Linked DNA regions of Sus scrofa: region 1 is linked to region 2. The links are chromatin contacts, called in public Hi-C maps. All regions are on one chromosome and are shown on one strand. The core of a region is the stretch at or near the end of the contact, and the rest is flanking DNA. Distances in the headings are between cores, read along the strand shown.

Region 1 (4,996 bases), core at 870-3,369, 70 kb before region 2:
GCCATGACGGAAATTCCATTAAGGGAATTTTTTTTTTAAGGCTGCACCTGCAGCATATGGAAGTTCCCAGGTTAGGGGTCAATCAGAGCTGTAGCTGCTGGCCTATGCCACAGTCACAGCAACACATGATCTGAGCCACATCTATGACCTACACTACAGCTCATGGCAACGCTGGATCCTTAACCTACTGAGCAAGTCCTGATCGAACACTTGTCCTCATGGATACCGGTTGGGTTCATTACCTGCTGAGCCACAATAGGAACTCCTAATCTTCACATTCTAAGAGATGCCAGAAACACCAATTCTTTTTTTTTTTTTTCCTTTTTTTCTTTTTTGTCTTTTTAAGCCCATACACATGACATGTGGAGGTTCCCAGGCTAGGAATCAAATTGGAGCTGCAACTGCTGGCCTACACCACAGCCACAGCAACGCGGGATCTGACCCACATCTGAGACCTACACCACAGCTCACAGCAACGCCAGATGCTTAATCCACTGAGCGAGCCCAGGGATCGAATTTGCGACCTCATGGTTCCTAGTCGGGTTCGTTTCCGCTGTGCCACAACGGGAACTCCCTAATGCCAGATCCTTAACCCACCAAGCAAGGCCAGAGGTTGAACCCAAGTCCTCATGTATACTAGTCAGGTTCTTAATCCACTGAGCCACAATGGGAACTTCCAGAAACACCCGTTCTTATGTGAATTCTCCTAATTTTAAATGTTAGCCCCACATTCACATTTTAAAAGACACTCTGCGGCCAAACATAACATAAGTGCTGGCCAGATGCAGTCTGGAAATACCATATTTGGGATTGCTGTTGGGTGGGGGCCTTAGTAGGGTGTGGCATCACCTTCTGGGTCTCCAGTCTTTCCACGAGAGGCCTTTTGGGTCTCATGTAACCCAGAGTTTCAGTCTAAAAATGTACTAGGCAATAACCCCAATCCACAGTAAATTACCACATCAGACCTAGCAATTGTTTTTTGGTTTGGTTGGTTTTTGTTTTTTGCTTTTTTAGGGCTGCACCTGCAGCCTATGGAAGTTCCCAGGCTAGGGGTCAAACTCCAGCTGCAGCTGCAGCAATTCCAGATTCCAGCTGCATCTTCAACCTCCACCGCCACTCTTGGCAACACCAGATCCTTAACCCACTGAGTGAGGCCAGGGATCAAACCCTCATCCTCATGGATACTAGTCAGGTTCATAACCTGCTGAGCCACAAAGGGAACTCCCTCAAACCTAGCAATTAACAACTATGTCACAAGGCTCTGCTCCCCTCCCCCCCACCCCGCCCCAGGGGCTGACAGGGTCAGGACTAGGTCTGTCTCCACATGCATTACTCCGTGAAGGGAGTCAGATCTGGAAACAAGAAGTTCTGAGTTTCAGTCTTAGCTCTGCCATTTATCAGCCCAGTGACCTTGAGAAGTCATGGCTCTCTCAGCATACATGCACCCCTCACCCCCCAGAGTCTCGTCTGCAAAATGGATTAATGGGATAATGACACGCTGTAGGTTGTATGGTGCTGTCCGCGCACAAGGAGTTCTGGTTATTTCCACCTGGTTTCTTTTTGCGCCCTACTCTGTGGTCAGCTGGGTCTCTGCAGGGTGAGGGTTTAAGACACAAGGGAAACCGTGTTTGTCCCAAAATGTGGCATCTTGTAAAATGCAAAAGTGTGTGCAAGGCAACGGTGACTTATTCAGTCAATGATCACCTTGGTAGGGTCCAGGGATTGGACAGTGACCCCGGGTGTTTTTCTGGCAGGGCTGAAATCCGGTGTCTTGCAGATTTAAGAGGGGAAGGGAGAAACACCGCAGGGGGACAGCTGCTTTCATTTTGCACACACGGCATTACACCTGCCCCTGGGGGGTTCACTCTCATTTTTACATGGTGCAGACTGTGCCCCAAGCTGCCCAACAGCAGGTTCTCAGGGGTGGGGTTGTTATGGGAGCTGGGAAATGAGGCTGGATAAGATTCCTGCCACCACACTGTCGCATCAGAGCTTTTTTTTTTTAAGGAAAAAAAAAAAAAAAAAAAGAACTCCCTGCGGCTCCGTGGGAGTTTTGCCTGCGTTTTCCGGGTAATTGCCTCGCCCCCGCCCTCGGTGAGCCCAGGCTGTGGCAGGCGCTGCCGGCTGGGGGTGGTGGCCAACGTCTGCCTCCTTTCCTGCCATCCGCCAGGCGGGCTGCTGGGGACACGGGTGGGGGAGCCCCAACCTCCCCACCTCTGGCAGGCGGGTTGAGAATGAATTAGGGCCGTGGGGAAGTGGCGGCCACAGGGGAACAGTTGATCCTGGTGTGCAGAGAAAAACCAGGATCTGCTGTCGGCAAAGGAAATTTCCAAGAGTCGCACACAAGAGGCAGACCCAGTGGAGGCTGAGGGCTCGTGCTGGGAAGCCAGGCTGCTGGGCTGGAGTCCCAGCTGTGCCCTTGAACAGCTGTGAGAACCTGAGCAGATCCTCAAATCTCTCTGCACCTCTGGGCGTCTCTCTGCCTTGTGTTTTATTGTGAAGATGAATAAATTAACACAGGCACAGCTTTTAGAGCAGCTTAAAGGAAGAAAACAATGTTTCTTCTACTCAGACTATTTCTTCTGTCACAGAGCACTTCTGACACCAAATGTGTGGGGATTTTCCAACGACCTGGCAGTCCTCCAACCGTCAGGCTGTCACCTGGGGGGTCCACAATTCTGACACTAAGTGCGAGGCACTAGTGCAGACCCCACAGGTGGAGGCCTTAGGCCCACAAGGTTGGCCCCCCACTTCGGATGCCAGTTCCAGGTCCCACGTTGTCACCTGTACTTCTGACCAACTGCCTGTGAAGTGGGGGCTTCCACTACCCCCCTCAGGTTTGATAACTTGCTCCTACTGGCTCACAGCGCTCAGGGAAACACATCGACATTTCCCAGTTATTACGTGATGCAGGATACAGATGGACAGTCGGGTGCAGAGGTCTGAGCATAGCAGAGGGCCAGGTACAGAGGAAGGGCACCTCCGTGTGTTTCACCAGCCCAGAAGCTCTCCAAACCCCATGCTTTAGGGATTTGTTTCGGAGACTTTATCACACAGACATGGTCAGTTAACCCAATGTCCAGCCTCTGCCCTCTTCCCAGATAACAGGTACGGGGGCCAAAAGTTCCAAGCTTTGACTCATGCTTGATCTTTCAGGTGAGCATGCCCTATCCAGGACCTGTGGGTGGTCACGTTAGAACAAAGGCACCCTTAGCGCCCAGGCACCTCCAAGGGATTTAGGAATCTCTGTGTAAGGAACTGCTCTCGCCCCTCTCGCTTGGGAAACCACGAGGGCTTTAGGAATTCTGTGCCAGGAACCAGGGACAAAGACCAAATAGATTTGTTTTTATACCACAGCAGGACATCCCACGTGCACAGAAGATGGTTGTTCCTGTTACCCTATCAGGAGCATCCCCTGCAGTCTCTAATGAGACCCGTGGAGACATACCTACAAAATCTAGGGACGCTCACGTTCTTTGCTTTTATTCTTTTCAGGGCCGCACCCACGGCCTAAGAAGTTCCCAGGCTAGGGGTCAAATCAGACCTCTAGCTGCCGTCCTACACCACAGCCACAGCCACAGCCACGCTGGATCCTTAACTCATTGAGCAAGGCTCGGGATCAAACCCACATCCTCATGGATACTCTGTTGGGTTCTTAACCCACTGAGCCACAACAGAACCTCCTGCTTGTGTTCTTAGTATCTGGAACCTACTGAACCTCTACTTGTCCATAAAGACACAGCTCAAATGACACATCCCCCATGAAGGTCTTTTTGCATGTTACTCTTTTGTTTGTTTTGTTTTGCATTTTTAGGGCCATGCCCTTGGCATAGGGAGGTTCCCAGGCTTGGGTCGAATGGGAGCTGCAGCTGCCAGCCGACACCACAGCCTCGGCCACATGTTACACCTTATTAAATAATTGCTTTATACCAGGACCTGTGCTGAGCACTTCACATATCACCTCATGCAAAGGCAGATTCAGCTTTTGTGGGACATCATTCTTATACAATTTAAGAGGATTTTTTTTTTTTTTTTTTTTTTTTTTTTTTGCTTTTTATTGCCACACCTGCAGCATATGGAGTTTCCTGGGCTAGGGGTCAAATTGGAGCTACAGCTGCCGGCCTACACCACAGCCACAGCAACGCGGGATCCGAGCCTTATCTGCGACCTACACCACAGCTCATAGCAACACCGGATCCTTAACCCACTGAGCGAGGCCAGGGATTGAACCCGAAACTTCATGGTTCCTAGTCAGATTCATTTCTGCTGCGCCACGACGGCAACTCCCAAGGAGGCCTTCTTTTAAAGAAAAGCATATAAAATGATCTGATTTTATCATGTCTGTAAAACAAAAGCAGCCTTGTGCACACACAGCTAGGGCCCTGGAAGGAGCCTGAGCAAGTGAGGGGGCCTTTGCATGTGAGTTTCGTCACCTTCACGGTAAACCCATCTCTGGTCTTGTGTGATGCCCCCAGGAGCCGATGCAGTCGGTCAACACCGTCCCCATAAGTCTCCACATACAGATGTGCAGAGTGAGACTCAGAGGAGAATTCACGTGCCCCAGACTGTGCCCCGCTGTGCCGTAGGGCCAGGAGAGACTGTCCCCCCTCCCTCCAGGGCTTCCCTGTGAAAGCCCAGCACTGCAGTCACCATCTATCTCTGTGGTAACGTCGACTTCTCTCAAGTTCAGGGCGGGGGCAAATTTCATTCATCTCTGCACCCTGGGCGGCCCACAGAAGGTGCTCAATGAATGCACGTAGAGGAAATATACACCTTCACCATCTCTGCTTTGTGCCCTTGGTCACCACCAACGAATCTATTTCACACTCCTATTCAGGGGCTCCCAGCCCTAGGAAGCTTAAGGTTTCGGAGAATGTTTCTGGGGAGCGGGGGTAGGGGTGAGGGGAGCAAAAAAAGGAAAGAAACTTTCCTGTAAGACCTGAACAGGGCTGCAGAAGAGCACAGTCAATTCATACATTCAACAACTGTTGGAGTT
Region 2 (4,872 bases), core at 1,773-4,272:
GATCTCAGTTTTACAGGAAAAGAAATCAAGGCACAGAGAGATCAGCAGATGGCCCAAGGTAGCAGAGCTCAGACACAGCCAGAGATGGAGCCAAGATTTTCTACAGAGTCCACTGCTCTCTGCTCCACTGTGAGATCACATTCACCTGGAGAAGGCTGATTTCTTAGTGGAGTGATAAATGCTACCAAGGGATGCCAGATGTTTTGAGGAGTTAGGACAAATTTTTGGAGGCAGGTGTTCCTAGTTTGGCTCAGTTTCATTTCCAACTTTTCTGGCATCTACAGTGATACAAAATCTCTGCTAATTCACCTCCTAATTTTGTATCTCACTTTTCCGGAGGGACCATGCCCACGGCATGCAGAAGCTCTCAGGCCAGGGATCGAACCCAAGCCACAGCAGCGACGTGATAATGCCAGGTCTTTAACTGCTAGGCCAACGGGAACTCCTGTTATTTCACTTTCAATATAAAGGTTTCCCAAAAGTTGCGAGGAAAATGAGCCCTCTAAATGCATACAAGGACTCTCACATCTAAGGGTATACTTTGAAAAATGTATTGTGAAGGGATGCGCCCCATTTATTTTTTGTATAAATGTGGATTTACACATGGCATGTGAGCGTTAGTGAGGCCCACCTGTGTTCCTGGGTGTGCATGTACACACAATGGGCAGGCTGGCTTTAGTGAGGCCCACTTTAGGGTCCATCAACCCTCTGCCCTAGTTTCACCTGCTAAGGGAAGGCGTTTAGGCCCCTCCTGATAAAGAGCTGCCAGGAGTCAATTAGGATAAGAAGCCAGGGTTCCAAAGGCTGGGCCAAACCGTCACTTGAAGAGCAGGTTGGGTCAAAACCCAGCAAACAGGAAGTGCCGTTAGACACAAAGGAGGCTATCGGGCCAAGCAAGCGTGGGGCAGAGCTGACAGCTAACTCACTTCCCCGGGAGTTGTGCCAAGAGGGAGCTGCAAAGATGAAACTCGGGGCCTCCCAGCAGGCCTCTGGGTAGAGAGGGAAGTTGAAAACAGCAAAACCTCTCAGGCCAAGCAAAGCCTGGGAAGAGTTACAGTGCAAGTGCCTAGGCCCACACACCGTGGGATGAGAGAGAGCTTCACAGAGACGGTGGCAACTGTCTCTCTGATAGAGATGTGAGAAATCAGAATTTGAAACAGTGGAGGAGGCAGCTCCTACCAAGAGAGTTCTCAGTATGCATTAAAGAAAAAAAAAAAAGTGGAAGTTGGGGGTTGCAGTGTTTGCGGCTTACGTATCCGGCCACAGCTCCCCTCCTGCACCTGCCCTTAACTCCCAGGATAACCCCCATCAGTCTAGTCCACCAGTTTCCCCAAAGGGCAACCACACAGGGTCCAGGACCTTCTGCTACTAACACCTTCCATACCCATTCCTAGCCAGTATTTCTGCCCTTTGATGTCACAGGACTCTAGCATCGTCTCCCCCTCAGCAAATCAGACCCCTTGGTTCCCCGGAGCTGTCATTTTTAACTTCTGCAGAGGCCTGGCCTACAGGGTTTCCCAGAAGTCTGGCTCAGAGTTATTTTGAGCTGGCAGAAATGAGCCACCCATCTGCACACGTGGGATTAGGCTGTCCGAGGAGAAGGGGCCCGGGAGCTCTCGTTCTCCCTGAGTTTGAATGAGGGTCACGTGGGGCAAGAGGCAGCTCACGTGGTCCTGGAAGGCAGTACTGACAAACAGCTCTGGACAGATCCAAACGGGTTTTGTTCTCCCGGCTGTGGTGCTGCTTCCGCCTGCAAGAGGAGACACAGACGACACCCCCTCCCTGGGCTGGCATCACTTGTTGAGCTGTGGCTTTGAAAGAACAGCATGGCAAAGCTGGAAAAGAGACTGAGAATAAATTCCAGCAGGGGGCCCACCAGTGGCAGTTGTGTTTGCTCCTGGTTGCAGGGGGCGGGGAGAGGGGGTCATGGGGGGGGGTCCATGGGTGGGGGGAGTGAGGTGAGATGGAGGGCAGGGGAGGAAACCCAGGCACCTGTGGAGGTTTGCCGCCTTGACTTCCTGGCTCCTCTCCCTTCCTGATTGATTAGGCAGGAAAAACCGTAAGGGTTTACAGAAGTTTCTAGGTGCCACTTAGGCCACTGCAGGTGGGTGCTTCTTAAAGGGTCTCTAGCCCTTCTTGAGCATCCTGGAACCACAGGAGGCAGCCTCTCAAGGGGGTTGCTGAACAGACAGTGGCAGACCACAGCACCCAAAGCCTCTGGCCTCTTACCACTCGGAAGCAGCCCAGACTCCTCAACGTGTCTCATTCCTTCCTGCAGCTAATCCATTTTCTCTGCTGAGGGGATTTTGGCTTAAATTCCCAGGGAGTAGGAAATCCACCTTTCCAAGGACTGCAGTTATGTCCTTATCACGTGCTTAAATGCTTCTTCCTTCTTTTGCATGCTTCCTTTCTTCTTCCTACGACTCCCCCCACCTTCCCTGGACAGCCAACCACCCTGGGTTTACTTAGGCTCTCCAATTCTTCGACCCTTGGACGTACATCCCCTTTGAAGGGTGTGAGGTGGGAGAGCCTCCCGTCCCAGCCCCAGCGCCGTCCCACCGAGGTCCGAAAAGGCAATTAGGTTAGGCCAGTGCATTCCTTCAGGTCCAACCCCAAGCAGGCAGGGCTTGGCCAGAGCTGCTCCCATCAAAGAGATCTGGGCTGCATTATCCAGACGGAGGTGAAGGTTCCCTGGTGGCCTGGGGCCCAGGGTGTCCACCCGCGGTTCTTCTCCTCCCCCAGAAACGTGGCCTGGGGCCTTTCCCAGCAAGGGCCTCTCCCTCCCCCACCGCTCCCCGAGCCACCCACCCAGCGCCGGCTCCAGCACGTGGCTCCTGGCGCAGGTTTCCTCCCCGCCCCGGCGGCTCCGCTGGGTGGTTTTCACCCTCCCTGTTCCCCCCCACAGCCAGCCCCCCACCCCGTGACTTCTTGTAAAAGGTCTGCTCGTCCCCACCCACCTCCGCCCTCCCGCGGCTGCCAGGGCCGAGCCGCCTCCGCTCCCCACCGCCTCCCCCGGAGGCAGCGCTTTCTCCCCGCCCCTGGCAGCGGGCTCGGCTTCGGAAACTGTTGACTCAGAGGGTGGCCGGGCGGCCAGCGTCTGATGTCAGCTTGGAGTTGGGCCAAGGGAGCGGAGAGGCGAGGGAGGGGGGAGGAAGGTGCCGGAGGCAGGCGGGCGGGCGGGAGCGGGAGGGCTGGGGGAGGACGGCGCTGGGGGCGCGGGAGGAGCCCGGCGCGGGGTGCGGGGTGCGGGGTGCGGGGCCCGGGGTGTGGAGTGGAGCCCGCCCCGGGGGGACGCCCGGCCGCGGCGGGGGACTGCTCTCGGCTCCTCAGCTCGGCGCTGCGCGCTCGGCGGCTGCGGCTGCCCGGGCGCCCGTGAGTCACGGTGCGTCACCGGAGCAGATGCCCGGGGCGGCTGGAGGCTCCCGGGCTCCCGCTGACTCATCAGAAAGCCCTGCCGCGCGGCCCGGGGGGCGGGGCGGGGAGCGGCCCGGGCAGGCGGCCGCCGAGGTCGTTTGAGGCGCTCGGAGCCGGAAAAGCCCAAGAAGGAGGCTGTGGCGGGGGCGCCGTGTCGGCACGGAGACGACTGGCAGCTGCCAGAGTCACCTGCGGCGCGGGCTAGTGGCGGGCGACAAAGGGGGGAACAAGTCTCCCAACGTCACCGCAGCCGGCGAGCCGCGACCGGGTCCCGCTCCCCTTCGCGGTTCTCCCTGGGCTGCGCGGGCCCCCACCCGGGGCTCCCCCTCCCCGTGTCGCACACGCTTCGGTGTCGGGAGAAGGCGGTTCCGTGGCACCATCACTGGCCTCCAAGGCGCCCGAGGTCGCAGGGTTCTACCTCGCCTTCTAAAGACGCCGGGTCTCGGTGGGAAAAGACTACACCAGCATCTGGGGCCTCGACATTCTCATCCCCCGCCTCCGTCTTTCTACCCTCCCTCCCCAGGGAAAGCTACTCCGCTGCCCTGCCGTGGACACCGCGTGCCGGGTCAAGGCCTGGCCCCAGCTCTTTCCTGTCGCTGCCGGCTAACCACAAGGGCCCGTGGCACTCAGGAAATGGAGCAGACGGGCTAGGGAGCTATCAGGAAGGGGCATGGGCAGAGAGGATTTGTCTTTGTGACTGTCCACCCTGTCCTGAAACAGGGATAAATTCTGTAGCATTCAGGAAATGTGTGGCTCCTCCAAGCAAGGTGTCCTCCACCCGCTCTGACAGGCAAGGGGAGGAAAGGGCACAGAGGGGTCTGACTGTCCTTGCCCTCCCTGTATCTGGCCAGGGAGATAGCCTGGGCACAGTTTGAGCAGTGACAGAGTGGGAAGTGGGGTACAGGTGCTTACAGAGGCCCTGGTAGAGGCTTCCTGGTGGAGCTGGCATTAGGGCAGGGGCCTTGAAGAGCAAGGATTTAACAGATGGGGAAAGGATGTTTCAGACGGAAACAAACGCCTGGAACCAAAACCCAAGAGGGAGGAAAGAGCAGGGTGAGTTCCCAGAATAGCAAGCAATGCAGTTGCATTAGAGGAATGCACAGGCACATCAGGGGCCTGGCCAGGTAGCACAGATGTGGCTCTCAGAAGCAGATATAGTGACCCACAGGGACCTGGAGCCACAGGGTTCTGCCCTCTGCTCCTAGGCACCAAGTCATGCCAGTTCCCTGATGGATAGATAGATTCTTTCCAAGAATTCCACAGTCCTGCCCAGCCAGGGCTGTGGGCGTCTTCCTGCCCTGGGTGGCTTCTATTCGTTGCTATCTAAATCTTTTGCTCAGATTTTAAATACTTGGCTATTCTGTCCTTTGACTGTCTGTTGGTATTGATCTCCCTTCGTGTTTCTCATCCCCGGCGACAGCACATGGGAATTAGCCGGGGATGCTTCAGAAAACCTAA

What was found. Hi-C and Micro-C count contacts between places; a contact is called where the count stands out from the background.
Region 1: a contact with region 2 is called in a Hi-C map of alveolar macrophages, with 2.9 times the contacts expected there. A contact is called at or near these places in 2 of 5 promoter capture datasets (fetal liver and fetal skeletal muscle), 14 of 47 Hi-C or Micro-C datasets (alveolar macrophages, blood, embryonic fibroblasts and 7 more) and 2 of 2 datasets of targeted methods (alveolar macrophages and skeletal muscle).

The regions. Positions count from the first base shown.
Region 1 is chr4:34,336,649-34,341,644 of Sscrofa11.1, reverse strand. No RefSeq gene overlaps it. Among named protein-coding and RNA genes, the nearest start is that of KLF10, 91 kb to the left of the region's middle.
Region 2 is chr4:34,267,466-34,272,337 of Sscrofa11.1, reverse strand. No RefSeq gene overlaps it. Among named protein-coding and RNA genes, the nearest start is that of AZIN1, 43 kb to the right of the region's middle.